Linked DNA regions of Mus musculus: regions 2, 3 and 4 are each linked to region 1. A link is a contact called in public HiChIP or PLAC-seq and promoter capture Hi-C data. All regions are on one chromosome and are shown on one strand. The core of a region is the stretch at or near the end of the contact, and the rest is flanking DNA. Distances in the headings are between cores, read along the strand shown.

Region 1 (6,579 bases), core at 1,982-4,481:
GTAAATATTTATGAAGGTCGTCTTCACCATTAGGTAGAAACATATGAAATGTATTTTATAGAAAACATGGCTGAATATCAGAAAGCACAAAGGGTTGACTTTCATGTACTTTTTTATCTCCACATGCTCAGTCCAGTACAAAGAACTCAACGGCACTCAACACTGCTGTCTCAAGGCACACACTTTTCCACTACTTTAGTTCTGTAAAGGCAACTGCAACAGTGAGACAGTAAGAGTCCCTTTCACGTCAAGTCAGTCAAGAGTACTCTGAAGCACAGAGAGCAAGGTCCTGACTGCTTGTCAACAGATACTGACGCAGTATTTTCAAACTGCATCTGGAATTGAGGCAGTGAACATAAAATTCAAAAGAGAAAGATCTTACCATGCTTTCCCCTAGAAATATCCACATATTGGCACAGTCTGGGGTGGGTGATGGTCTTAAGGATTTGAAAGCGACCTAAGATTTTGATGGAATTTGGTGTGAGAGGAAGTCCGTTGCTTCCACAAACATCATGTGGGAGAGCAGAGGCAAAGAAGGTAAAGGCGCCCATCTCAGCATCCTTCAGAGGAAACATTTTGTAGTCTTGGATCCTTTAAGATGATCTACAAAACGAAAGAATTTTATGACACAATGAGCTAACATTAATCCAGTACTTTCTCAATTTAAAATTAAAAGTCGCCGGGCAGTGGTGGCTCACGCCTTTAATCCCAGCACTTGGGAGGCAGAGGCAGGCGGATTTCCGAGTTCGAGGCCAGCCTGGTCTACAGTGAGTTCCAGGACAGCCAGGGCTACACAGAGAAACCCTGTCTCGAAAAAACCAAAAAAAAAAAAAAAAAAAAAAAATTAAAAGTCAACTTGGAAAAACAATACAAAACAACCATGATACTCTGAGAGCAAGTATTTTTAAAAAAGTCAGTTTAAAAATTTAAAGACAATGTTTGAAAGAAAAACACCTAAGCACATGTTTATATTGCAGCTCAAAATCAATTTCAAAGGTTTTCAATAGCGTAAAAAAGAGAAGAGTTAGAAGATTTCATCTTCCCATTCAATTATCCCTGCAACTGAGGAGGGGTGTGCTGTTGCTTTGCTGTTCTGCTTTGTACAGGGTCCTCACCTAGCCCAGGCTGGCCTTGAACTCCTAACCCCCTGCCTTCACCTCCCCGGGACTTGCTTACACACATGCACCACCTTGCAGGGCCACGTAGCCATAGAAGGGGATGCATGCTTTCTCCAAAGAGAAACCAAAAGGCAAAAACAGAGGAAGGGGGTTTGAAAAGGAGAAAGGTTAAAAATATATCTAAACACACAATCTACTAAATCAAGCACACTTACCATTGGAGGGAAAGAATGAACCTGAATTATCTTTGATATTACAAAAAGGTCCATGGTCATGACATTGAGGGAAGGAAAAAATGTGACCTAGCACACTGTGTGGGTTTGCACTGAAAAGTAATTATAAATCCCTACTACCATGAACATTTGTTTTTCTGCACATAGATTAAACAACACACTTAGGAACTATGACTAATTTTGACAATGTATAAGTAAAAGTCCTGCTAAGGAAAAAATGCAGGTGTCCCTAGACTACACTAGGAATTAATGATAGCACTATTTGCTAGACTTCATCAGCTAATTAGTCATAACTTTTTGTTTAAAGATACTACTTGCTTTCAAAACATAAAAAGCCAAGTACTAATAGCCATATGCATTTGATGACTGACCAGGAGAGAAACCCTAGACTGCCTCAATCTGGTTTGACAATTGAAATTAATGTGTGCTCTTTATAATAAAAAGGATATACACATTAGTTCCACCACAGATCGGTTATGCCCATCCTGTTTTTACGAAAAGTTTTGATGCAAACCACTTCATATCCAATGCACACCTCAGACTTGCTCTACAAGAAGCCTGTAGAGCACAAGGCTCCTCTGTTCATTGGGAGCCAAATAAAGTCTCCCATAGGCTTTCAGAATTAATGGACCTGAAAACTTGGTAACACAGGCGAATTTGTTTTCTTGGTGATAAATGGAGAGAGCCAGTGCTATTCTCATCATAATAGAGGAGTCAAAACACATACTCAAAAGTTCATGTGAAAATAGTTATGACCACTATTCTGAATCTTGTCGATACTGTGAGCTAGCTTAAGTCTACTTGAATCTTAACTTCTTATTCAATGAGTAGATGCAAAATTACAGAAAGTTATATCTACATAGCAGGCTTGAAGTCATAGGAAAGGTGAGACATAACCTCAGCATTTTAATATTTAACTTTTACAATGATATATTAGATTTTCCGTTATAGACATTAAATAACATACAACTGAAAAATCAGACAAGTGTTTATGACTCAAAAAGATAAACCACAAGCAAGAAAACAAATTTCAGTATCAGTCTATCTCTCTGGTGTGCATGAAGCTCACGAACAAAAAATTGACACACACACACACACACAGGTGCTCACACTTGGTAACTAGAAGAGAGTGAAAAATGAAAACGATGAAGTCAGAGATTACAAGAGAAAGCCATGTAGGCAGGTAGTTGGCTTGGAAAATTTACTCAGGGAATACTTTGAAACTTCTACGTTAAGTCTGACGTTTCTGTAGCCAGAACACTGAAAACCACAAACATGGCCTGCACCTATAATGAACAAGACACAATGTAAACTCTTAAAGAGATTGGAGATGACTCACGTGAGTCGAAAATGTAGAAGAAGAAGAGGAGGAGGAGGAGAAAAGGGGGGAAAAAAGAGGGGTAGTGGGGAGACGTGGATTTTATCCAGAGTAAAATCGTATTTGCATTTCTAAGACTCGGTGAACTTGGGCTTCAGGGAGAAGGAAGTTTGGAGACAAACACAACAGCAAGCAGCTCCACAGATTGGTTCTATGGGTTCCTGCAGAATGGCCGGGTCACTCACAGTACCTGATTGTCCCACAAGTCCCACCCACTAACGCCAGGCAAGCGGCGACACCAGAATACCTGCCTGAATCTGGGGACGCAGAGATTGGGGGGTTGAGCTCCTAAGCGCGGAAGCTATGCCTGGCAGTGCTTAGTGGGCCGTGTCCTGCATTTCAGGCGCGTCTACAAGAGGCCGCCTAGGGAAGGTGACAGCCGGAGCGACACGCCTCCGTCCGCGCGGGCCTCCCGGGTCCCCGGCTCAGAACCCGAGGGTGAGCGCGCACCTCGCTCCACTGACAGCGCCCAGCACCCCCTCCCCCGCCGCCGCCTCGGGTCGGCCACTGCTCATGACGTCACATCGCCGAGACGCAACCCCGGGGGAAGACCCCAAAACTTCCGGCCGCCTGTCCCTTGCCCAGACAGACAGCCAAATGTAGCGAGTGAGAAAGAAGTGAGGGAAGATCGGAGGGAGGGAGGAAGGAAATGGGAGATGGGAGCTCAGTGTGGTACAGGGAGAGAGCTGGCGCAGGCAGCGGACGGCCGATGAGCGGTGAAACTGTGAAACGCTCAGGCATTTATCAGGGACAGCCTCCTGGGTCCTTTCTCGCTGCCGGGGACTGCGGGAGGCTGGCCCTTCCTTCTCCCGGCTGAGGCTGCTCAAGAGCTGCGGTTGGGTCACCGCTTCATGTGAGTGTCCCGATCCAGAGTTCTTCCCTTTCTCACCCGGGAAAAAGAACCTGACCTTCTGTGTAGTAGTGGGAAGCGCGGTCAAAACCTCCACCCACGTGCCCCCTTTTGATTCAACTTAGTTTGGGCAATGAATACGTGGCCGAGGGAGAGCATGCTACTGGAGGCAGGGGGTGAATGCATTACCTTGTTTCCTTTTAAGTGAGAGTGCAAAGGATTTCCAGTGTTTGTACGTGAGGACGGGTTGAAGAAGGAGATTCCTTGATTTCAACAGATATTAGAAACACCAGCTACCACTATACTCCCGGCAACAGTTTAGTTATTGGGTAAAGATCCATAAACTAAGTAGAAATGACTGTCAACGAAACGGACAAAAATCCCAGTCGTTGCCTCTCGGCTAGGGCTTATTGTTGAAGTACAGCATTAAAAGTAAGGTGAACACTCTGTATTTTAATATTGATATGTTTTACTTATGGGTATGTGTTCATGCCCGAGTGAGTTTTTGTGCAAAACTTGTGTGGAGGTAAACGCGGAGGCTAGAAAGCATCAGACCCCTGGGACCTGGAGTTACCTGTGATTGTGTGCTCCTGTGTAAGTGCTGGGCCCTGAGCTTGGGTTCCCTGCAACAAGCACTAAACGCTTTTTAGTGTTGGCATTTTATACTTAAATATTTTAGATTATAAGTACTGCACAGAAAAGGTATTAAGCCATAAAAAAAAAAAGGTAGATTATTTGACATGGTTGCCAGAGAAGGTTCTCAAGGAAAAGATGGCTTTCTAGGAAGGAGGTGACACAAATAGAATTAACAATAGAGAAAACCTTCAAGAAGTACAGTCAGTCATAAGGCCAAGCCATTGCGAAGGCCATGCAACAGAAACTTACCAAAGTATGAAGGGGTCTGACCAATGCCTGTGGGCTCAGAACTGAGAGAGGGGATTCATGATGCAGACAGAGAGTGTGGGCTAATCAGGGGGAGTGAAAGCCATAGAAGGTTTTCCAAGGCCAAGTAATGTTACCCAGCTTCGTTTTAAGAGGGTTACTCCATAGCCCTCTTAGACTGGGGGCAGAAGTGAGAAAGGAGATCAGTTAGGAGGCTTTTGTTTTACCTCAAAGGGAACATAACAGTGTCTTCAATAAAGGTCCTAAGTGTCCAGTCAGGTCTTGAGTGTGTTTCCCAAATAATGAAAGCATTTAGGCTTTGGGAAACATTTTGAGTGAATTGTGTGAATTTCAGAATGACAAACATAAGTTAAAATCATGGTTTTGCCGTATAATAATTGGATGAATCCAGACAATACATATACTTTCTCCTGGTGTATAAAATGATATCTTACATGGTGGAGAGTAAATGTCAATGTCAAATGTCCATTAGTTATTGTTCTTATTTGCATTCTTGAATTGGAAGTAGGCGTGATGGTGTGGTTGAAGTGATTGGTTAACTTATTTTAAAAATGAAATGATAAAAGATTGTTCACTGTGATAACAGGAGGCCTAGCCAAGCCTTTTGCATTTTATGTATGTCTTCTACTGGGAGAAAAGGTTTTGAATTAAGTCATAATATTAGAAAAGCATGGATTATCCCTTCATAGTAATCAATTTTACTTTCTCCCCCCATTGTCATCATTTAATATGGCTAGAACTTCCTGTGTCTTCATCAGTAAAGAGAAAAAAGGGCTCTCCAGTAAGGGGATAAGAATCTAGAATAAATAGGAGCTTTCACCAGAAACAGCCTCAGGTCTTCTATGGGTTTTAGCAAGGCTTGGTTTAAAAACTTAGCAGTGGGATCAATGTCAGTGAGTGTTTATGGAGCACATTGTCCTCACATTTACCAAAGTATTTACTTGTCCTTACCTTCTGACTTGTGACATATGTGTTAAATGGCAACAGGAATTTAAAGTGGTCTAAAGGTACCATGTTGCTGTAGAATATCTTGGCAATTAGATTGTGAAGCAACTGGGGAAATGTTTGGAAGGCAAGACTGGAATGAAGGGAAGAAGAGAAAAAAACATGATTGCTATTAATTCTCACATTTATATATCTGAAACTGGGATGTATTTTTAAATTATCTACATCTTCAGACCACTCTAGATTACCTTCTGGTAACATAGTTTTCATTGTGTCAGCTATGAATGTCCTCATAAATGTTAATGTTATTCTGTTGTGTGCCATGTTGGTATTTAGCTTATTAAGTATAATTTTTATTTTATGTATACTTTTAGTGATTGTGACTTAGAGTCAAAATGAAGTTACTGTGTATTCAGAAATACAAGAAAACAATGTAGTAATATAAAGCAACAATCTAATTCTAAATTTAAAAAGGTTTTCAGTGAACATAAATATTAAAGTGGTTTACAGGTTGTGACCCAGCTGTGTGGCTGTCCACTACAGGAATGTCCAAGAAGGAAGCTCGGAGTTGTTGAGCTCATGAGACTAGACGTTTCAGATGGTCTTAAATATGCACCAAAGTTCCAAAGAGTAGGTTCTACTGCCAGGCAAGGGATGGATTTGCCAGTGAGAGTTAGCGCAAGCAGGCCAAGAGAGTGAGCTGCCATCTTCTCTGTGTTTATATGGGCTGCCAACAGGCATGGCCCAAATTAAAGGTGGGTCTTCCCACCTCAAATGATTTAATTAAGAAAAAAAAGATCCTTTATAGGAGTGCTTAGCCTCTTGGGTTTTTTAATTGCAGATATAGTCAAATTGACAACCACGAATAGCATTCAAAATGTGTCTAATGGATCAAGAGCATTAGAGCAAATGAATCTACAGTGTGTAGAGGAAGTTCAATTATATATGCTATATGTATGAATGAAATTAAAATAGTAATATGTTGTATGGAGTAGTTTTTTACTTGATGGCATCATAGATTTGATGAAGCTGAGTGTTGAGAAGTATTATATTTAAGAAAAGTACTTTTTTTTTTTATACATAATTGTGATTCTGAAGTAGTGGAATTAGGGATCCAGAGAATAGAGGGGCATTTCCAAATTTCTGTACAAT
Region 2 (6,579 bases), core at 1,259-3,758, 2.0 Mb after region 1:
TATCGAGTAAGAAGAGAAGGTGTAAGACAGAAAATGGAGAGAGAGCAGAGACTGAGACTACACGGCAATCCAACGTTCCTGTCCGGCCCATGTCCTTACTTCTCTGTAGCTAGCAGTAAAGATGGTATCGCCGTGGATCTTCTGAAATCTGCTCGGTTTCTTAGAAATAGCACCTTGGAAACAATGTGGCGTGACCCAGAGGCCAGAGATGATGTCTCTGGGCTGCTGATGCCAGAGATGCAGAGAAAGAAACAAAACCAAAGATACATGAAGAAAGCACAATCGTCAGGGGACACACTGAAGAGTCTGAAGCTATGGAAGAGGCTCAGTCACTGATCCAGTCAACACGTAGCTAATGGGTCCTACTATGCCAGCTGGTCAAAAGCTCTGAAGATTCAGTAATAAAGCAGACATTGCCCCCGAACTTATGACATCGAGTTTCTGATCATAACAAATATCCACCATCTCTTGGATACAAGCAGACCTATATAACCTATACTATACTATACTATACTATACTGTACTATAACCAGCTAATCCTTGGAGAACACAGCACTGTATTCTTTGGTAGAAAGTAACTGCCATGTTATAACTGGGAACTCTTTAAACTTTTCGAACATAGAATATAACATATTGAACATGCATATTACATACAAACGTTGTTCGTATGTAATTGGTAGTATTTTGGAAAAGGCATAGTCTACAGTTTTATCACACACACGTTTGTTTTTATGTTCCTTTAGACTTTCGTCAGTGCACGATGCCTGAAAAATGCACACATGAATGAGTCAGTTCTCCACGGGCCTCTTTTTCACTCCCGCTATTCTTCATTTCAGACCTGCCCTGAGCATCTCTCCATTTCAGGAAAAATGAACTTCTTTGGCATCACATGTGCTGGTTCCCCAGTATCTCACTATATTGATGCTTCACCAGATATTTATTTAATCTACCCATTTTCAATTTAGTATTTTAAAGTTTTAGAAATAATGACCGTAGTTTAAAAAAAATACTGTCTCTTAAAACTAATGATGTTTCTTCTAATTAAAAACGTTTCAGAGTTTTAACTCAGCCTAGCATATTTGTAGCACTAATTTTGATCCTGGCACCTTTTTAAAAAAGAGAGAGAGAGAAAAAAAAGAAAACCAAAATAATTATGCAGTGAGAAGGATCTGGGCAATGTTACTCCAGCTTTTTATTTATTTATTTTTTTAATGGTTTTTTGAGACAGGGTTTCTCTGTATAGCCTCAGCTGTCCTGGAACTCACTCTGTAGACCAGGCTGTCCTCAAACTCAGAAATCTGTCTGCCTCTGCCTCCCAAGTGCTGGGATTAAAGGTGTGTGCCACCACTGCCCGGCGGTACTCCAGCTTTGTGAGTTAATGAAATACAAGCATGGTATGACACAGCTTGACATGATATCCATATTGTATGTTTTTGAAAAAAAATATATTCATCGCCAGTTCACACTTCATATTTCTGTTGCTTATAGTAAAACTAACAGTAGATGATTTTAGTTCCTTAACTCCTGCTGTGGCTCAAATTTTAAAATCTGAATGGTCCAAGCCACTAACATTTCTACCCCCATTGGCTTGTTATGTTGCTTAAGCTTTTTATCATAGGATACGGGAACGATAAGAGGCACTGCAGCGGAGCTTCTGTATTCCAAAAACATTTCCCCCCTCCTTGCTGTTTTATAATAGCCCGTTATTTCCTTGATTGATCAGGATTACTGTCTCTAGCTAGTAAAGTCCTTTCTTATTTACATTTGATACCTTGGCAGGAAGACACCTGAAGTAGCCAGGTGGCAGGATTTTCCGTTCCAATTTTAGTATTTATGGTGCTGAAGCCGGCGCCCTACTAAGCAGGTAATTAAGGTGAGAAACCAGAATGACTTCAAGATTTTTGGCCTGGGTGATTTTTACTAACTCAGGCGTGACTGAAAATGGTTTAAAGTAATATTTGTTCTGTCACAGTTTGTGGTTGACATGGACTGTGTGGGTTTTATTCATTTATTATTATTATTTTTTATAAAGCCCATACTACTTTGGCAATTACTGCCAATTAGCGTCGCTATACAGCATGAAGAAAAAGCTCAGCGAATTAGAGCTTTTTAAAGCCCCGAGGGGAGACCTCCAATACTAAAAGGGAGCACACATCTAAACTTTCATTCATCCTCCAGCTCTATGAACTTAAGAGTTTCCAGCAGCCAATCAGCTCTCAAGTAGGTGGCGTCAGCAAGTGGGCGGGGCAGTGGGGATGCTAATCTCTCCGCTTCTGTGGCTTGGCCACGTAGGACGCCTTGCAGGTCCTGGAAGGTATATAATAAACAATGATCTCTCAGTAAGAAAAAAGCTTCTAACCCACACTCAAGCCTAAAAACGACCATTATTATTTATTTTTAAATATGTATATTATTTATCAGGTTAGTGCAATTTCTTTCTTTCTACAGTGAATATCTTGTCTCCTTCTGACTTCTACAGACCTGTGGTCCTCGGCTTACGCATGCGCAGTAGGCGGGCGTGTTTCCGGGCGGTGCGGGAGGCTGGAGGCCAGAGGGCTGGCCCTACCGCCGGGGACATGGAGACTCTGTACCGAGTCCCATTCTTAGTGCTCGAATGCCCCAACCTGAAGCTGAAGAAACCGCCCTGGGTGCACATGCCGTCGGCTATGACGGTGTACGCCCTGGTAGTGGTATCTTACTTCCTCATTACCGGAGGTAACTCGGCCGTGATGGGTCGGGTGGGCGCGCAGGCTGCTCGCTCCGGAGGCGCGTGGCCCCCGAGCCGGGCCCCGTAGGCTCACGCCTTTCACTGGAAAGAGATGGTCTCCTCTCTGCCCGCTTTTTCCTTCGAGCGCTGAGTTGGATATAATTGTCAAGTCCAGCTAGTTGTTATTTCTTGCTGTGCATTGTTTGACCAGGGTCTTGGGAACATCATTTTTGAATCACTGTGTTTCCTTGGTTGGTCGAGAGAGTGTGGGACTTTTATTAAACTAATCGTGAGGACCCTGAAATCGTGGAAGAGATCTGATAACCTTTGAGTTTGTTAGTTCAGACCCCAGGGGCTTGGATTGCTTTATGTCAAATCACAGGAATGAGAAGGGAACTTACCGAAGCCACGGTTTTTTTGAGAAATACGTGAGATTGGAATTGAGGCTTGCAAAAAGATGGTGTATCTCAGAGGGCAGAAAATGGGACTCAGAAAATAGAAGGGAAGCAGTGCTTTTTAGATATCTGTCACCAAATCCCTTAAGTGGAAAATGCAGAGGGGTGTGGCTTTGCCTATTGGTGAGTTGGCAGTCCGTCTGCAGGCTCTAGAGCACCCTTTGGAGCGACAGTTCCAGGATGTATCCAGGACTGGGCTTCAGGAATTTAGGAAGTAGTGTACTACTTAATTCAGAAAATTAAAAAGATTTTTGGTTAGCAAAAGTGGTTCAACTTTTTTTAGGGTGTGTGTAGACATATTGCTATTGCTTAACTGCTTTCTGAGGCTACTTGGCATATTTGAAGAGGTAGAAGACAGTATTTAACTGTAGAGTTGGCATTCTACGGAGTGCACATTAACGGAAATGCTAAAGGCCACTTTAAACATTGTTGTTGTTGTTTAAGAAAAAAAAAAAAAAAGACATTACCTGGTGTGTGTGGCGTTAACATTCACTTTTGCTCAGCACAGTGAATCGTGAATATGACACCTAATGCCTTGGGCTTTAAGAACTTAGTGTTCATTCTTGCCAGCTTGTTTCTTGACTTTTGCTTCCTTTGGAGACAGTTTTTGTGAGAAGCCTCAGCTTTCTATTGGGCCACAGTTTTGGTGGTTTTAGAATGGGGTTTGGGGGGAATTTCGCTGCCCCAACCACTGGGTCAAAATGGAAGGGCGCATTTTGTACATTTACCGTTTGGCTTCTGGAATGGCTTCTTCTCAGCATGGCGAGAAGCATGGCAGTCGTGTGCAGGCAGACGTGGTGCTGGGAGAGCTGAAAATTCTAATGGACAGCTTTCTAAAAACTGAGTGTACCTGTACCTAAGCAATGTTGCTGGGAAGGACAGGCGACACTGACTTTCTGTTAACTCAGTGCTGGGATAACAGCAAAGAAAATATAATGACTCTGCCCTCCATAGAAGGTAGTGGAGACATGCTAACTACCGCACAATTGCTTTCTGCTACACAGTAGAGTTTAGAAGCATTGATTTAATTCCAGTATGTTTCCTGGAGAAATGATCTGTTAGTCTGAGTTTGAATGGTTAGAAGGGTCATACTAGAAAAGAAAAAAAAAAAAAGTGTGGACCAACGTGGACCAGGAGACTAGTGAGGTGTTTTGTTCACTTAGACCAGCACTTCTGGCATTTTTCCTCCTATGTGTCCCCATTTTTCCTGACAGATTTTTGCACAACCTTGGGTAAATAGGCATATGTAATAGGTATAAGGTCAAACTTTTACTAGTAAAAGTAACTAGTAAGCTTACTTTACAACAACAATTTGCTAGATACACAATTTATGCTAGTTTTTTCTTATCATGTATACATGTACATATGCATGCATGCCTGCCACTCAGAAGGGGACACTAGATTTCATCATAGATGGTTCAGAGCTACCATGTGGTTTCTGGGAGTTGAACTTAGGACCTCTGAAAGAGCAGTTAATACTCTTAACCTCTGAACCTTCTCTCCAGCCCCTGTTGTGGTATTTTTTAAAGCTGAAAGCAAATTCACATACTAATGAGACAATGTGCCTCTGTATTTTCCATAGAGAATGGAATCTTAGCTGCATATTTGATACTGCAGGATGTAGAGCAGCCTCAGTGTTCATCAGAGCCTTGTTACTCTGTTTCTTTGGTAAACTTGGCACCTCTTTGAGAGATAATGTTGTCTAGATGTCATTCTAAACATTGCTGTAAAGAGACACCATGACCAAGGCAACTCTTATAAAAGAAAACATTTAACTGGGGCTGGCTTATAGTTTCAAAGGTTCAATCCATTAGCATCATGGCAGGAAACATGGCAGTGCCCAGGCAGACATGGTGCTGGAGGGGCTGAATATTCTACAACTTGATCAGCAGGCAGCAGAAGGCAACTGTGTGTGTCTGTTTTACACTGGGCGTAGCTTGAACATTTAAGACCTCAAAGCCCACCTCCACCGTGACACACTTCCTTTGACAAGGCCACACTTCCTCCAGTAAGCATACCTCCTAATAACACCACTTCCTATGGCCAAACATTTTAACATACGAATCTATGGGGTTCATAACTATTGAAACCACCTCACCAAAAATCAGATTAGCTGGATCTTCTTTGATTATAATAATACAATCAAAGAAGCCTTCTTTTTTTTGTTTTGTTTTGTTTTTTGTTTTTTCGAGATAGGGTTTCTCTGTCTAGCCCTGGCTGTCCTGGAACTCAACTTTGTAGACCAGGCTGGCCTCGAACTCAGAAATCTGCCTGCCTGTGCCTCCAAAGTGCTGGTATTAAAGGCATGTGCCACCACCGCCCGACCTTCTTCTTTTTTATTTATTTATTTATTTATTTTATGTATGTTAGCATACACTATAGCTGTACAGATATTTGTGAGCCTTCATCTGGTTGTTGGACCTCTGCTCACTCCAGTTGGCCCCATTCACTCCAGCCCAAAGATTTATTTATTATTATAAATAAGTACACTGTAGCTGTCTTCAGACACACCAGGAGAGGGCATCAGATCTCATTACAGATGGTTGTGAGGCACCATGTGGTTGCTGGGATTTGAACTCAGGACCTTTGGAAGAGTAGTCAGTGCTCTTACCCACTAAGCCATCTCCCAGCCCAGAAGCCTTCTTTATGTATGGATAAGTCCCACTTAAATGTAATTAGAGGCAATTAAAACTGGAGATCTACTTTTCAAACTAAGATCTAGTATGTATTGTTGTCTTTCATTTAGGAATAATCTATGATGTTATCGTTGAACCTCCAAGTGTTGGCTCAATGACCGATGAACATGGGCATCAGAGACCAGTAGCTTTCTTGGCTTACAGGTAAAAGATAGCGTTTTGTACAACTTGGTGATGGGAAAGAAGGTTGTTGGCATGCCTTATTATTCAAAGCTGGAAAGCAGAGTGTGGTGGGTGGCACATGACTGTAACTCTAGCAGGAGGGTCTCTGGTTTTAGGTAGTCTGGGCCACATAGTGATGTTAAGGCATCTCAAATGCAATACTGTAAAAATGCTATGGGGCTTATTTGCATTTAGAATCATTTGTTTTAAAATGTAGCATTCTTATAAAACAAAGCAAGAACATAACAGAAGTAGAACCGTATTATTAGGCAGTAAGATATATCTTAGTGATTGGTGTATCACCAACCTAAAGGTTGATTTAAAATGAAGTTGACAGACTGTTCTGGGGTCAGCAAACTATAGCCATTCTTAGTAACATTTTATGGGAATTAGCAAATCAATTTAGATTACCATATAAATACCAGACACTATTGGTTGTGCCACTCGAGTGCCTAATTGATTAATTATAGCTGTTCTTAAGCTGGGGTGAGTTACATCTACAGGCCCAAGTGATCTACAGGCCCAAGGTATTTGGTTATTTAGGTCCTGGACAGCAACT
Region 3 (6,579 bases), core at 2,222-4,721, 1.1 Mb after region 1:
GTGGGATAAGGGTGGAAGGAACATAAAACTAGAGCAGGCTGAGTTTATTGACATGGGTCCTCTGAGTAGAGATTCTAGGTTTAATACGGAAGCTCGCATAGTTAAAAAAGGTGTCAAAAGTTTGTTTGAATGGTTGGCTGAGGTGTTTATCAAAAGATGGCCTACTGGAAATGACTTGGAGATGCCTGATATTCCATGGCTTAGTGTTGATGAAGGGATTTTAAGACTTAGGGAAATTGCAATGCTAGAGTGGATATATTGTGTAAAGCATAATTGTCCACAATGGGAAGGTCCAGAAGATATGCCTTTCACCAGCTCTATAAGACGCAAATTGGTGAGAGGGGCACCAGCACATTTGAAGGGTTTTGTTCTTTCCCTTTTCCTTGTGCCAGATCTTAGCATTGGAGATGCTTCTGCTCAATTAGATGAATTAAATTCACTGGGTTTAGTTGGATTCCGAGGTAACAAGGGCCAGGTGGCAGCACTGAATTGCCCGAGACAAGGTGATTCTAGTTATTATAATGGACAGCGTAGACAAAAGAATGTTTATAATAACATACCCAGTAATGGTCAGCACAGGAGAGGTGAAATTTATAATGGCATGACTCGGTTGGACATCCTCTAGGCTCCAGATGCCTGTACTCCACTGCTGCTGCTGCTCTTGGTGGTCTGATTATTTCCTTTTCCCCAGTGTACAGTTACCCTTGTAAAAGGCCGTAGGTCCCTCTGGGGAAGAACTGGAGAAAGGGTAACAGCAAAACCTTTGAGTGTCTTATCAAGATCCTTCCTCAGAGGAACCTGGCCACCCCTTCATTCAAGGGGTTCTGGATCTGCAAACTGTCTCAAGTCTGGAAATTGACTCACTGGCCGAGATTGCTGTTTACCACGATCTAATGTAGCCTTTCTTTCATTTGGCTGTTTACCACGATCTAACCCTGTCCCTCCGTTTCCTCATTTATAAAATGGAGACGCTACATGTGGTAACTCTATGAGTTCTGGGACAGCACATGGACACATTCAGGGTCCTGGTTTTTAAACCCCACCCAGGGAAACACTGCAAAAACTCAACAAGTTAACGTAGATACAACATTTCAGCCTACCTCCCAACGTCCAGATCAAAACTTCAGGACCATCTTTTAATGTCTCTCTCCCTGTCATCGCCTCAGTCTAGTCTGGTCTTTCCTGTCCGTTTCTTTCCTGCTTTTAGCTAGCCATTCAACTGTTCACACCGGATTGGCCAACAAGAACACCTTAAACAGTGTGGCTATGTCAACCAGGCTTCTAGTCTGCCAACTTAATCCTCACGATGGCACAGTCGGTGCCTGCATTTCCTCTGCAAACCAGTCTTCCTGGATTGCCCGTTTTATGGAATGAGAACATTAACATAATAGTGCATAGATTTTTTTTTTTACACTCACACCCATCGGATGAGTTAAGTGTGTTAGAGGAGGTCATTCTTTTAGAGACTGGAAAAAAAGGAAAGTTCAGAAAAATTTAAAAAATTCTAACTCCATTCCAAATCTCCTAGAAAAATCACCCTAACTCTTTAGCCAAACATTTACATTACACAACCCTGCTCCACCCCATCTTTATCTCTGCTCCCCAACAAAAACTACCTTCAGTAGTCAAACATGTCTCCGCTCAGGGATGTAATGGCTCCACCCACCTCAGAAATATGAGGTTCTCCATAAACTCATAAAAACCCCTGGGGCCAAACTAACCTTGCCTCTAAACTGCAATAAAACTCCTATCTTAGGCCACTCACTGTGGCCCATAAAAACATATGCCCTTAACAATCAGTTGCCATGGGCAACTGCAAAGCAAGCCCTGAGCCCCATGGTTTTTTATAGCTGTCAAATATGGATCTCTACATTAGCAAATAATGTAATACATAAATGAATTAGGGCAGCAGAAGAGTTGGCTCAGCAGTTGACAGCACTCGCTCTTACAGAGGATCCCCAGAACACACACAATGGTGGCTCACAACTACCTGTAACTGCAGCCCGAAGGGGATCCTACACACCCTTCTGGAACATCAGGCGCGCACCTGGTGCATACACATACACACAGGGAAAACACTCAGACTCAAAAAATAACAAAATGATCTTTAAATAAATGACTTATAGACAGACAGTATTACTGAAACTTCTTTGAAATACTCCAATTTAGTCAACTTACCTCCCTATCCGTAAAATCCTGTTAGCAACAATAGTGATGCTGAATCGGAGTTTCAGAGCAATGGTTTCGTTGCTCTTTCACCTTCGTTATCTTCTCTACTCAGAAAGACAATCCTGAGAAGGACACACTGTTACACCCTCCAGTCACCTGAGATTCAGAGTGGAGTGACTGTCCTCAAGATCACCCAACTTACAAACAGCAAGGCGGGGGACTGGAGCCCACGCCAGGAGTCTGTCCCTTCCAACCTCCTAATCTCCCTTTTATCTCACATCCCTCTCACCTTCTAAGAAGTTAAGGTAAAGGATGAAAGAAGACAGTGAGAATTCTTGAATCTGACAGCAGACGTGGCAAATCAATGACTTCAAAAGAACACTAGCCTGAAACAGCGTTTTTTTTTTTAACTTTCTCCTGACTCACCAAGGGCAGGTGATGATTTACAAGATTAAATTAAACTTCATGATCCTGTTACCTGCGGAATAAAAGAAAAAAAAAATCCATCTAACGCTGAAGCAGGGCCTTTGCAGCCTCCAAAGTTGGATGGTCTCCAGCTTCGCGCTTACCATCTTAGCTGCCACCACCAATGAATAAACTACAGAAGTAAACGACCCTCTGAAGCCATAGCACTTGGCCAATGAAGCCAACTGGCACTCGCTGTTCAATGTTAGAAACTATTAATCTTCCCACACCTAACTGTCACCAGAAATCGAGTCTTTAAAAGTATGTCTGTGTCCGACATTCCAATTTAAAACAGAGACACAAAGAACCTCAGTCCTGCAGTCCCGATCCATGAATGACCACATTGTTATTCTCTCAGTACACTGCAACTCAGAAACGTAAAGACTCGGAGACCGACCCAAACCTGGGCCAAGCACACCCGGAACGTGCAGAGGCGCCTCCGTCTGCCTCCGCCGCAGCCCTCCGCCTCGCCAGCCTAGGGGACAGCTCCGGGCCTGGACTCGCCTTCACCGGCCGCCGCCGCCCGGGTCCCCGCCCCCGGCTCCCGCAGGATGCACGGGCAGCCCGCGGTTCCCACAGCCACCCACGCTCCCCGCGCTCCGGCCTGCGGCCACCACTCACCCAGTTCTGCGCGTTATTGCTCAGCTTGACTTTCTTGCACAGACTCCCAGGAATCTCCATGGCCGCGGAGCGCGGATGCACTGCTGCTGAGAGCCCCGGGGCCGAGCAGTGGGAGAGAGGCCGAGGGGCGGGGCGGAGCAGGGAGAAGGGGCGGGGCCTGCACCCCGGGCTCAGGCGCGCGCTGACGTGCGCTCCAGCTAGTGATCGCCTCGGCTGGAGCTAGGCATCCGAGCAGCGTGGAGGGCGGGGCGAAGCGGAGGCGCGGGGTCGAGACCTCAACATCCAATCACCAGGAGGGGCGCTTGAAGCTCCGCCTTGACCCAGGACGAGGGGCGTGGTCTGAGGGTTTGTTGAAGAGAGCCTTCAGATGCTGAGCATGCGCAGTGAGCGAGGCGGAGCGACGCCTGCAGAGCTGGGCGTGGGAGACGCTCCCTAGAGCTGAGGCTGGTAGGGGAAGAAGCTGACGTGGGCTCCTGCTGCTCTCTAGCTTTTCTTCCGCAAACACTGCACAGGCTCGATGTGTGCGCTTGTCAACTAGGCCGACTTTGAAAAAATGTTTCCCAGCCCTGCAAAAAGTAGGATTACTTAAGTGAATTCACCATTACATGTTGCTCACCGCTTTGCAATCCTACTCAGTGCACAATGTTTTTTTGACATCAACTGTATCTCATCAAGGATTAGAAAGTATTTGTAAGGTGACGCCTTTCCCACTTGGAGAGCCGCTTTCTATCAGGAAATTTCTATGCAGTGTTTGTTGCCGCTGACTAGCCACAAAGGGGCTTCTCTAGTACTTGCTACTCATAGAGGACTAAAATCCAGGTTCCCTGGTACGCAAGGCGGAATGCTCACCTATAAAGGGCATTTCCAACCACATATAGTCCATGATCAGTTCGTAAAAGAATGGGGCTGGGAGGGGGAGGCCTTCTCCAGGAGTTATAACCCTTCGCACTCATCCCCATAACTTTAAGCTCACCATAACCATAACTGCAAACATCCACAGTCTCACAAAATTTAGCTGCTTACTCCGCTACTGATGACGACCAGTGATCACACACACACACACACACACACACACACACACACACACATATCAATCAACACTTGAGGCTTACTTGCATAGCCTATTGCTAGCAAGTCAGTTCCTATTTGCTCCACTGACAAAGTCTCAAATTAATCTCCCTCCTCCACGTCTAACAGGAGTCGTCATTGCACAGATACACGCGCCACACACCACACACACACACACATACACACCACGCACACAGAGAGACGCACACAACAAGTATCACTCCTCTGCCAACCTCTCTGTTCTCAATAGTGTCAGACAGGTACTTCTAACATGCAAATCAGATCTTATTCCTCCACCATATATATAAAATGTCTTTATTGCTTGCTTGTTTTGTCTTTCTTTCTTTCTTCCTTTCTTCCTTTCTTTCTTTCTTTCTGGTTTGTTTGTTTTTGTGTTCTTGAGTCAGGATGTCTCTTTATAGCCCTGGCTGTCCTGAAATTCACTCTGTAAACCAGGCTGACCTCAAACTCGGAGATCCACCTGCCTCTCACTCCTGAGTGCTGGGATTCAAGGCGTGTTCCATCCTTTAGCTCTATCTAGGGGATTCTTAATCTAATAGTATATAGGACTGAATTTCAATACAATTCTAAATTCTGCTTATAGCAGTCACAAGAATGAGACTAAAAGACTAAAAATAAGGACAATGATAAACAAGAAAATGTGGACAAAGGCCAATCACATATATTTATGAAAATGTCATAAAGAAACCTATTCTTTTGTATGCACCTAAAAAAATAATTGTTTTCTTTTAAAAGATTCTAAGTTTCAGACTAAGGTGGTGGGGGCGGGTGCCACCCAGAACCAGCCATTTCTCAGAGAGCCCCCATTCCTGCTCAAGGGAAATAGTGCATAGATACAGCTGGAGCCATGGGAGTCCTAATTGACTAAATTGGTCCTTACAGCTAAACTCTGTTGAAGCGTTCGCCCATCAAAAAGGCCACAATGAGAAGACTAAAGGGACAGCTACAAAATAAAAGGGACAACCGAGTGTATTTAAGTTCCGGTGCTTATAAACGTATTTTAAGAACAAATCCTTGAGAGGTGCTGTTGAACCAACTTTTTACTTTGCTGTGTAGCAGTAGTGCTTTTCCAACAGTATGATAGTGCACCGTCCAGGTGTCCAAAAAGCAAGAGCCAGATGAATTCCTGATACCTAAGTCGAGCCACTGAGCATAATTTAACTGTCAAATCTTTGTGATGCAAGCTCGTGTCCTGGGCAGTAGTTTGAACACTGTTGAGTCCTGCTTTCTGATGTCATCTCAAATCCATGTTACAGAAACCTCTTCCAAGATAGGTTTTGCTATAGTTTCCCTCTTAACCAGAGACACCTGAGAGGAAGTTTTTCTTTGTACTTATAAATTATCCTGACCGTACTTCTTCCCAGTTACTCAGCACCCCCTGTGAATATGTCAACGATGCCAAGGTTTTTCTCACTTGGACTGGTGAGAGTACAGATTCTTTCTGGGTCATTTGTCCTTGGACATTTGTAAGTGGCATTTCACATTTATAAGTGGCATTTCTCTGACTGGATTTGGCTCCTTCCCCTTGCTCTTGCTCAGGTGGACTTTGTGATCTCTGGAGCTCACTTTTCAAGTCTCTCTCCCTCCATCTCTGCTGTTCTGTCTTACAGTTCCATCTCTTTAGTTCAGATAAAGTTGATCTCTGCCCTGGCTCCGCCTCCCTGGACAATGGTCGGGACAGCTAATAGGCTGGGGCTAGGACTTAGTTTACCTTCCCATTGTTACTGGAGTTTTACAGAAAGTCATTGGTTCCTATAGGCCCAGCAGGGAATCACCTGCCACAATACACCAATTTAAGTAATGCCGAAAAAGCAATGGAGATTAAGTCAGTGTGGCATGTCGGGGGAGGGGAATATATAAATCGTTATGGTAACCCCCAAGGTTTATCTTTTGGTAGTGATATGCAATTTTACCTTTAAGTAGAGGTTAAGTACAGCTTTAAGTTGGAGGCAGGGAAAAGAGTGTGGCTTAGGTGATCATTATCTCAATTCTGGTTCTGCAAGGGGACCAAAATCAGTTCTCCTTGCCTAAAGAGAACAGTCTGGTACCCATAAGATTTCTCTAGCTCCAGGGTAGTGACTACCCATCATAGATAGTTTGTTTGTTTTTTGGGGGTTTTTTGGTTTTTTTGGTTTTTTTTTTTTTTTTTTTTTTTTTTTTTGCATGTGGGATGTGGCCTATCCTTTGATGCACAACTGCTCCACCCCAGATGACTTCAGGATTAGGACAGTGGCT
Region 4 (6,579 bases), core at 2,290-4,789, 1.0 Mb after region 1:
CATCAGGATCCCAATCACCCCTTGGGGGGACCCCCAAACCATAGTAAGCAGAGTATTCCTTTGATCAGTGAGCAACCATAAGCCCTACAAAGCCAGACTTCCTTCTGCGTGGAAGATCTTAAAGCCATGTTGTATTTGATTACCTAAAAAACACTCTCCACCACAAAGATCTAAGAAACAAAGAGCAGAAATGCAAATCAAAGCATCGCTAAACATCTTCTGGGAGGCCTCTGACAGGGCAGCTGGGATGGGGGGAGTTCCAGGAAGGAGCCAAAGTCCTTCCATCTGAGGCAAGTGCAAACCCACCCCATGGTGAGGACACCTAGACTCGAGCCTTTCATGGTGTCCCATGAAAAGTACTGATTAACACCAAATGGTAAGACAAAATTATTCCCAGCAGTCCTGGAAATGCAAGCTGCGCTCAGGGACAGAAGCCGTGTTACCTGGACATAATTCTCCTGGATGACAGGTGAACACTGGCTGCGAGCAGGATACCGTGCAGATGTTTCAAAGTTGGAGACAGCTATTGCCAAATCAAAATGCTCTGAACTTTAACTGAAACACATATCAAACAAGCAAACTTCTCTGCTGAGCCACATGAAAAACCCAGAGATCTATCAGGCTCTGCTGACACATTGTATCAGGCTAACGCAATGCCCATAAAAACTGGGGGCTATTTATTCACATAGGGCTACTAATCATTGTTTTAAGAAAAAGTGTGATGCGGAAAAGTCTGACACTAAACACGGCAGCACCAAAAAGTTTCCTTAAACTAACAACACTGAGGCTGGCAGTGAGGTGGACCAGTGGGTGAGGGTGCTTACCCCCAAGCCAGATGGCATCTGAGGGTGATTTCTGGAACTCACACACTGAAAAAAGAGAACTGAATCCTGAAAAGTATTCTCTGATCCACACAGATGCACACACACACATCGATAAATTAATAAGAGTAATAAAGTGCTTACAAATAAGGTGAAAAGTGACACGGGAAGGTAGATATGTGACAGCCCTCATGGCCTCTACATACATTAAATCCATACACACACACATACACACACACACACACACACACACACACACACACACACCGGGCACCAATACTCCATGCACATATATGAACATGGGGAGAAAGAATGAAACACTGGTGCTATGTTAGCTAAATAAATAATTACACATTTGTGCTGTTATATTTGCAAATGTGCACGTGCATTGGTATACATGCACTGTGGGGAGAGACTGTATTCAGAATTTGATTTCCCAATAATTTGAAAATGACTCTCATCTAACGACATGTGCTTCTCTCATGGTGATCTCTGACTGGCACTTTTAGGGGAGAAGAGCCCATTTGTACTCAGTGAGGCAGTCCCGGTTCCATTTATGTACAACTGAAATCCCCACCAGAAACACAGAAGTCTTTGTTCCTGCCACCCAACTCTTAGCTACCAGATAAGCAAGTGAAATCACACCACTGCTCACATAGAGAAGCCAATTGTTTTGCTTCCTTCTGGCTGTGCTTAGTGGAACACCACTACAAAGAAACTGAGAAATATTCACAGACACGAGATTCCTTTACCTCTGTCCTATACACAGGTGAGGCTCAGGACACTTCCTCTTAAACCCAGACATTGCTCTGAACAGTCTTCACCAGTGTGATGCCAGGCCTGAAAAAAACATGACGTCATTAGCTTCCCAACTCTTGAAATATGAACATTGGGGAAGCTAGACATTTTGTAAGAATCTTAACTTTCTGGGTTTGCCATATTACGAGCAAAAACAACAGTGGTCACACATGGAAGCTCTCTTGGAGACAAGATGCCAGGGTAGTCCCAACGTGGTCCAGACAAAGCAGTCCAGGGATCTGACAAAAAGTGGAGAGTCCTTATTGCCTTATGTCCAAGGACCACAGCAGATGGAGCCAACCCCACCTGATTGATACACAGCAGGGAGCTGAGGTGAAACCTGAGCACAGCCAATCCACGAAACCCTAAGAAAAAGCAACAAAATACTGTTCATAGCCATGAGGTTTGGAGCTATTTATTAGTAGCAGTAGACACTAAACGTCATTTTGCCAAAAAAAATCCCTGGGCAGTTTTTAAGATTTCAATTCTCTACCCTTGAGATGTAAAATAAAGTGGTCCCTGGTCATGCACCTATTTAAATCAGAATTAATTGCATTTAAATGATATTTAAAAGTCTATTTCTCAGTCACACAAAACACATTTCCCCAGCTAAGCCACAAGATGCGAGGAAGCAGGTTGCCAAATGTTCCTAATTATCCTAGAAAGTTCTACCAGAGTTCAATTGCCGACAACCCGGAGCTAAAGATGAAAGGAAACATAGACTATGTATTCTCCCTTCTCAAACCTAAACCTGATCAAATCATGGCCAACAGTGTCTAACTGAACTGAGGAAAGAAATGGTAAGTTAGGCTCCAACTAGAGAGAAAGCCAGTAAATTTCTCCAGGGAGATTGTGATTCAAATTCTTGTGAAGAAAAACTCTTGTTATTGCTGTTGTTGCTAGTTATGTTCACACACACACACACACACACACACACACACACACACACACACACACCCAAACAACAGATTCCAGTTTGTCATTGAATATTCGAGAGGGTCTAAGAGACAATGTTACCCAGATCTGAACCCTACAAGGCGGAGGCGGATGTGGTACTTGGAAGAGACATCATGCAGTGTTCACAGAGTTTTTTTGCCTGACAGAGGATGTATCGTTAGGATACATCAACTGAAAAAAAAAGGATCCGGTATCTTGGCATAAAGCCACAGAAAATGTTGTTTTTCATTACAAAATTCTCTTTCTTTCTTGAGGGAAATTGTGAACCTACACGGATATATATGTCTATGTCTACATGGGGGACCTACAGGAAGAGAACAAACAGACACAAACTCAGATAGACACATGGCTACACCTTCAGGAAGGCAGAAGTAATAAGTCGTCTTTTTAAAAGCCCCAGGGCAAGTTGATAGTTGCCTCTTTTTTTTTTTAAGTAAATACTAAGCTACATGGTTTCAAAAGTGATGAGTTTTTAATGGCATGTGGTAAAAATAAAGTTTAAAGCAAGCATGAGGTAAAGATTCATGACACAAGAAAATGTTAGATAAAGAGATGTCACTTTTCTTATGTGGGTCCAGAAGGAGACGAACCTGTGGTTTCTCTCCTCTGGTTCTTTTTGTCCTCAATAACCATCTCTCCTCATACAACAACAAGCTTCAGCAAGCAAAGCCCTTCCTGCTGCACATGTGTTTATTTTGCCTCCAGATAGGTAAGGACATAGATAGATAGATAGATCTAAGACCAAGTATAGAACTTGCAGACCAGCTTGGACATCAGGGGTGTCTTTTTTTTTTTTCAATAAAAAGCATGAAAAAGATTTTATAATTGCTCACATCTTGTGGAAGTAAAAACACTTCCAATTTTTTAAAATTATTTTATTTGCCACAGAGTAAAGGAGAGAAGAGAAGGACGTAGCAGAGGCCTGAGCTATGACACCGTGATTCATCATAATTACCAGCTGACCGGATGCACTGCAGTGTAATGGGCATCTGATCTCTAAGGATGTTTATAAGCTCTGCTTCCATGCAAAAGACCAGCTATGCAATGCTCGAGACTCCTCAGGTCTCAGGGAGCCTACTCCAGTTGCTTTAGGAAATGAGTTCAACTCATTGGCCAGAGGTGTGAGCTACATAGGTGAAGTGATGGTAGGTACAGGCTGCAAGGATGCTGCGATCATAGACATAGACTATGTGGGCTTCAGGGATCCAGTTACAGGCATAAATGTCTTCCACTATACACAAAGACTTCTCTTTGTTTCTTCTCTTGCCTTTACTAGAATTAGAAAAGGTTTCTGTGGTAGGCCCAGTAACTGCCCTGAGACTTTAAAAATTAATTTTTAAATAGCTTTAAGCTTAAATGAGGCATGGAAAATTTCAACCTAAAAAAAAAAAAATTGAATTTAGAGAAAGTTACTAGCAGATGAGGAATATACTGATAATAGAAACCACATTGCAGACACTATTATATGAGTCATTACCAAACACACTGCTTTGTATATGTGTATAGGGTGAATTTTATAGGCTGTTCCACAAATGTATTGAGATGAGATATAAGGACAATCTTGAAAGTGTCTACTTGTGTTTTCAAAGCATTTTAATCTTCATAAACATGAGATCCTATCCTTCCTCATCAAAGGCATTCACTATGAATTTGTCATATTAAACTGAGTTTGGGTTTTATTACTTCAGATTTGGGCATCGTCTTACTAGTACTCTGATTAGGGTTATCTGTTCCAAGTACAAAGGAAATCCCTGACTTCTTTAAATAGCACCAGCAAGATGTTAGATATGGAAGTCAGCACACTTATGTTGGAACAAATTCTTTTAATTTTATGTCATTTGGATATATAAATGCATGCTGCTCATAACAACTAACAATGCTGTCAAAACAGAGTAGTCACCTACATTCAGAGAACTGATTCCTGTGATTTGTACGTTTTGACGTTTAAACATCCCTCCCTCATCCTCCATAAGGAAAGACACCGAGCAGAAGCGTGAAGAAATGATAAGGACAGGCCATCAGTTGCTTCTCATCTGGCCGGACATCAACCATGCCCAATAATAAGAACTGTTGTCACCTAATACGGAGACCCTATTAACCATAATCAGAAGCATCAAAAACCTATAAAGTTTCACAGCATGAGGACAGAGAGAATGTCAGGAGTCTATTCCTTTTTTTACCATTCTCTCTCAGCCAGCATAACAGTGGAATTTTGGGGAGAATTGATCAAATTTTCCCATGAACTATTAAACAACACCCACATTGTCATACTGCAAGGGTAGGGCTAAAGAGATTATTTTAGCAGTAGCAAGGTGCTCACAGCTATGCTGTCTGGGGGTAGTGAATGATGGTAACTTTGAGGTCTGTGAGATATTTCTTGATCCTTTAGTAATGCATGAGAAAACTTAACTAATCAGAATCTACACCCAGGAAGGACCCAGTCATGGATACTAATGATTCATCCAAAGAAGCCAGAAACACACGTTATTGTGGTCATCGTGAAGACTCCGGTCTTCGTCAGGGGTTGTGGGGGAGTGGAAGGGTCAGGGTTGTAGCTCAGTAATAGGAGTACCTGCTTCACATGGAGGATCCTGAGTTCAGCATGAGTTGGGGATCAAGGAAGCCTAGGGGAAGGAGGAGGAGGAGGCAGAGGATCAAACACTGGGAGGGGCCTTCAGGATTTAGGCTTTCTAAGTGGGTTAAGTGGTTTATTGTTTTTAGTAGCAAACAAGAAACTCTCAAACATTCCATTTACAAAGACTCTAGAGCCAGATGCCTGCTAGCTCAGAGAGGCAGAGAAAGCACCCAGCTGACCTTCCTCCTCAGCTGACATCCCAAAAGGAAGATCTCTTTCTCCACACCGTCTCAAAACCCCTTCATACTCAATGTTTGGGCCCACAATGGGCTGGGCTCTCCACCATCAATAATTAATTAAGAAAACGTGTTGTGGTCATTATTATTCTGGGTTTTGCTATATCCCCTTGTTCTCTTTTATCTATCCATTAGGGGTTTCTACCCCACTTTGACCACATAATTCCCAAATAAAAGACACAACAGCCTTTAGATTTTTAATAAGCTTAAAAGCACTAGAGCTGGGCAGATGCCAACCCTCTGTGCTAATTTGTTGACTTCACTGTGCTGAACTCTGAGCTATCACTTGCCGTGATGGGATGTTCCTACACCATCAGGCCATGATGGTCCTTACTACCCCATGGCCATGTCCTTCCTTTACTTCCTCTTCTCCTGGTGGTCCCTGCCTGAGGCCTCAAGCCCAGGAACCTTCACTCTACCCTCGTCTCTTCTGCCCAGCCAAGGCTGTAGACATCTTTATTAACCTTTCAAGGATAACGTAGGGAGCAAGGTTTACAGAGCATCATTTGGTACACATGAGGATCTCCTCACCAGGGGCAACCCGATCTTGGGGGCCAGTACTTAGCATTTAAATACATAAAAGCACCAGGCTAATCCCCTACATTTACCTTCGTGGAATGGTCAGAGGTCCGAAACCCCCAACCTAGCCAAGCATGGCAGGACACACCATACAGGCTTGAGTTGTCAGCAGACAGGAACCCCCAGATAGCAGTCTGATACTGCTCAGAGATAAGACAGCAGAATGTCCTTCCTAGAGGCTCCCACAGAACAGTGAAATCAGGGCAAAACCCCTGCTGATATATACAGCACTTTGCAAAGGACAATCTAAAATACCAATCAGTAGGAATGTCTTTATTAATTTAAATACATATATGTTTAATTTATATAAAGAGAAAGGAGAATAGAGGTATATCTGTAATTTCAATTTGAAAGATAATGCATTTTCTGTTGCCAAAAGCAATTTACCCTAGGAAAGATATGTTTGACTTGGCACAGGTAGTCAGCCGTGTGGCAGAATGTAGATTAGAATAAATGGGTTATTTTTAAAGTTATGATCTAGTCAGAGAAGAACCTAGCTATACAGCCAAGGTATTTGTAAATATAGTTTGCATCTGAGTCTTATTTCTGGGAG

What was found. Promoter capture Hi-C pulls out the DNA fragments that hold promoters and counts their contacts. HiChIP or PLAC-seq counts read pairs in DNA pulled down with a chosen protein or histone mark. Capture Hi-C pulls out chosen DNA fragments and counts their contacts.
Region 2: a contact with region 1 is called in a promoter capture Hi-C map of adipose tissue, with 4 times the contacts expected there. The contact joins the promoter of Ostc here to the promoter of Tbck in region 1. A contact is called at or near these places in 1 of 39 promoter capture datasets (pre-B cells), 1 of 484 Hi-C or Micro-C datasets (B cells), 1 of 115 datasets of contacts at active chromatin or transcription factors (astrocytes) and 2 of 9 other capture datasets (adipose tissue and liver).
Region 3: a promoter capture Hi-C map of pre-B cells shows a contact between it and region 1, with 6 times the contacts expected there. The contact joins the promoter of Papss1 here to the promoter of Tbck in region 1. A contact is called at or near these places in 10 of 39 promoter capture datasets (the 3T3-L1 cell line, the C10 cell line, cranial neural crest and 6 more), 11 of 484 Hi-C or Micro-C datasets (CD4 T cells, the G1E-ER4 cell line, the HPC-5 cell line and 7 more), 8 of 115 datasets of contacts at active chromatin or transcription factors (the NIH/3T3 cell line, astrocytes, cardiomyocytes and 5 more) and 3 of 9 other capture datasets (liver, macrophages and pancreatic islet).
Region 4: a CTCF HiChIP or PLAC-seq map of the NIH/3T3 cell line shows a contact between it and region 1, with 6 read pairs. The contact joins the enhancer-like site here to the promoter of Tbck in region 1. A contact is called at or near these places in 1 of 39 promoter capture datasets (hippocampal neurons), 1 of 15 datasets of contacts at CTCF or cohesin (the NIH/3T3 cell line), 6 of 115 datasets of contacts at active chromatin or transcription factors (astrocytes, embryonic limb bud, forebrain and 3 more) and 2 of 9 other capture datasets (adipose tissue and liver).

The regions. Positions count from the first base shown.
Region 1 is chr3:132,680,796-132,687,374 of GRCm38.p6, reverse strand. Tbck (TBC1 domain containing kinase) reads right to left here and starts at 3,231. Exons shown (of 26, transcript NM_001163455.2): 1 at 2,981-3,231; 2 at 383-603. The coding sequence starts at 575. It overlaps Aimp1 (aminoacyl tRNA synthetase complex-interacting multifunctional protein 1), which reads left to right and starts at 3,496. Exons shown (of 7, transcript NM_007926.2): 1 at 3,496-3,582. The coding sequence starts at 3,581.
Region 2 is chr3:130,705,373-130,711,951 of GRCm38.p6, reverse strand. Ostc (oligosaccharyltransferase complex subunit (non-catalytic)) reads left to right here and starts at 2,508. Exons shown (of 4, transcript NM_025509.3): 1 at 2,508-2,715; 2 at 5,909-6,002. The coding sequence starts at 2,577.
Region 3 is chr3:131,561,660-131,568,238 of GRCm38.p6, reverse strand. Papss1 (3'-phosphoadenosine 5'-phosphosulfate synthase 1) reads right to left here and starts at 3,471. Exons shown (of 12, transcript NM_011863.2): 1 at 3,256-3,471. The coding sequence starts at 3,315.
Region 4 is chr3:131,657,796-131,664,374 of GRCm38.p6, reverse strand. No RefSeq gene overlaps it. Among named protein-coding and RNA genes, the nearest start is that of Gm36917, 73 kb to the right of the region's middle. Within about 2 kb of position 3,539, at least 12 of the 459 cell types and tissues checked have an H3K27ac peak or open chromatin away from gene starts, as enhancers often do. A contact at or near this core is called in the NIH/3T3 cell line, where this site is marked.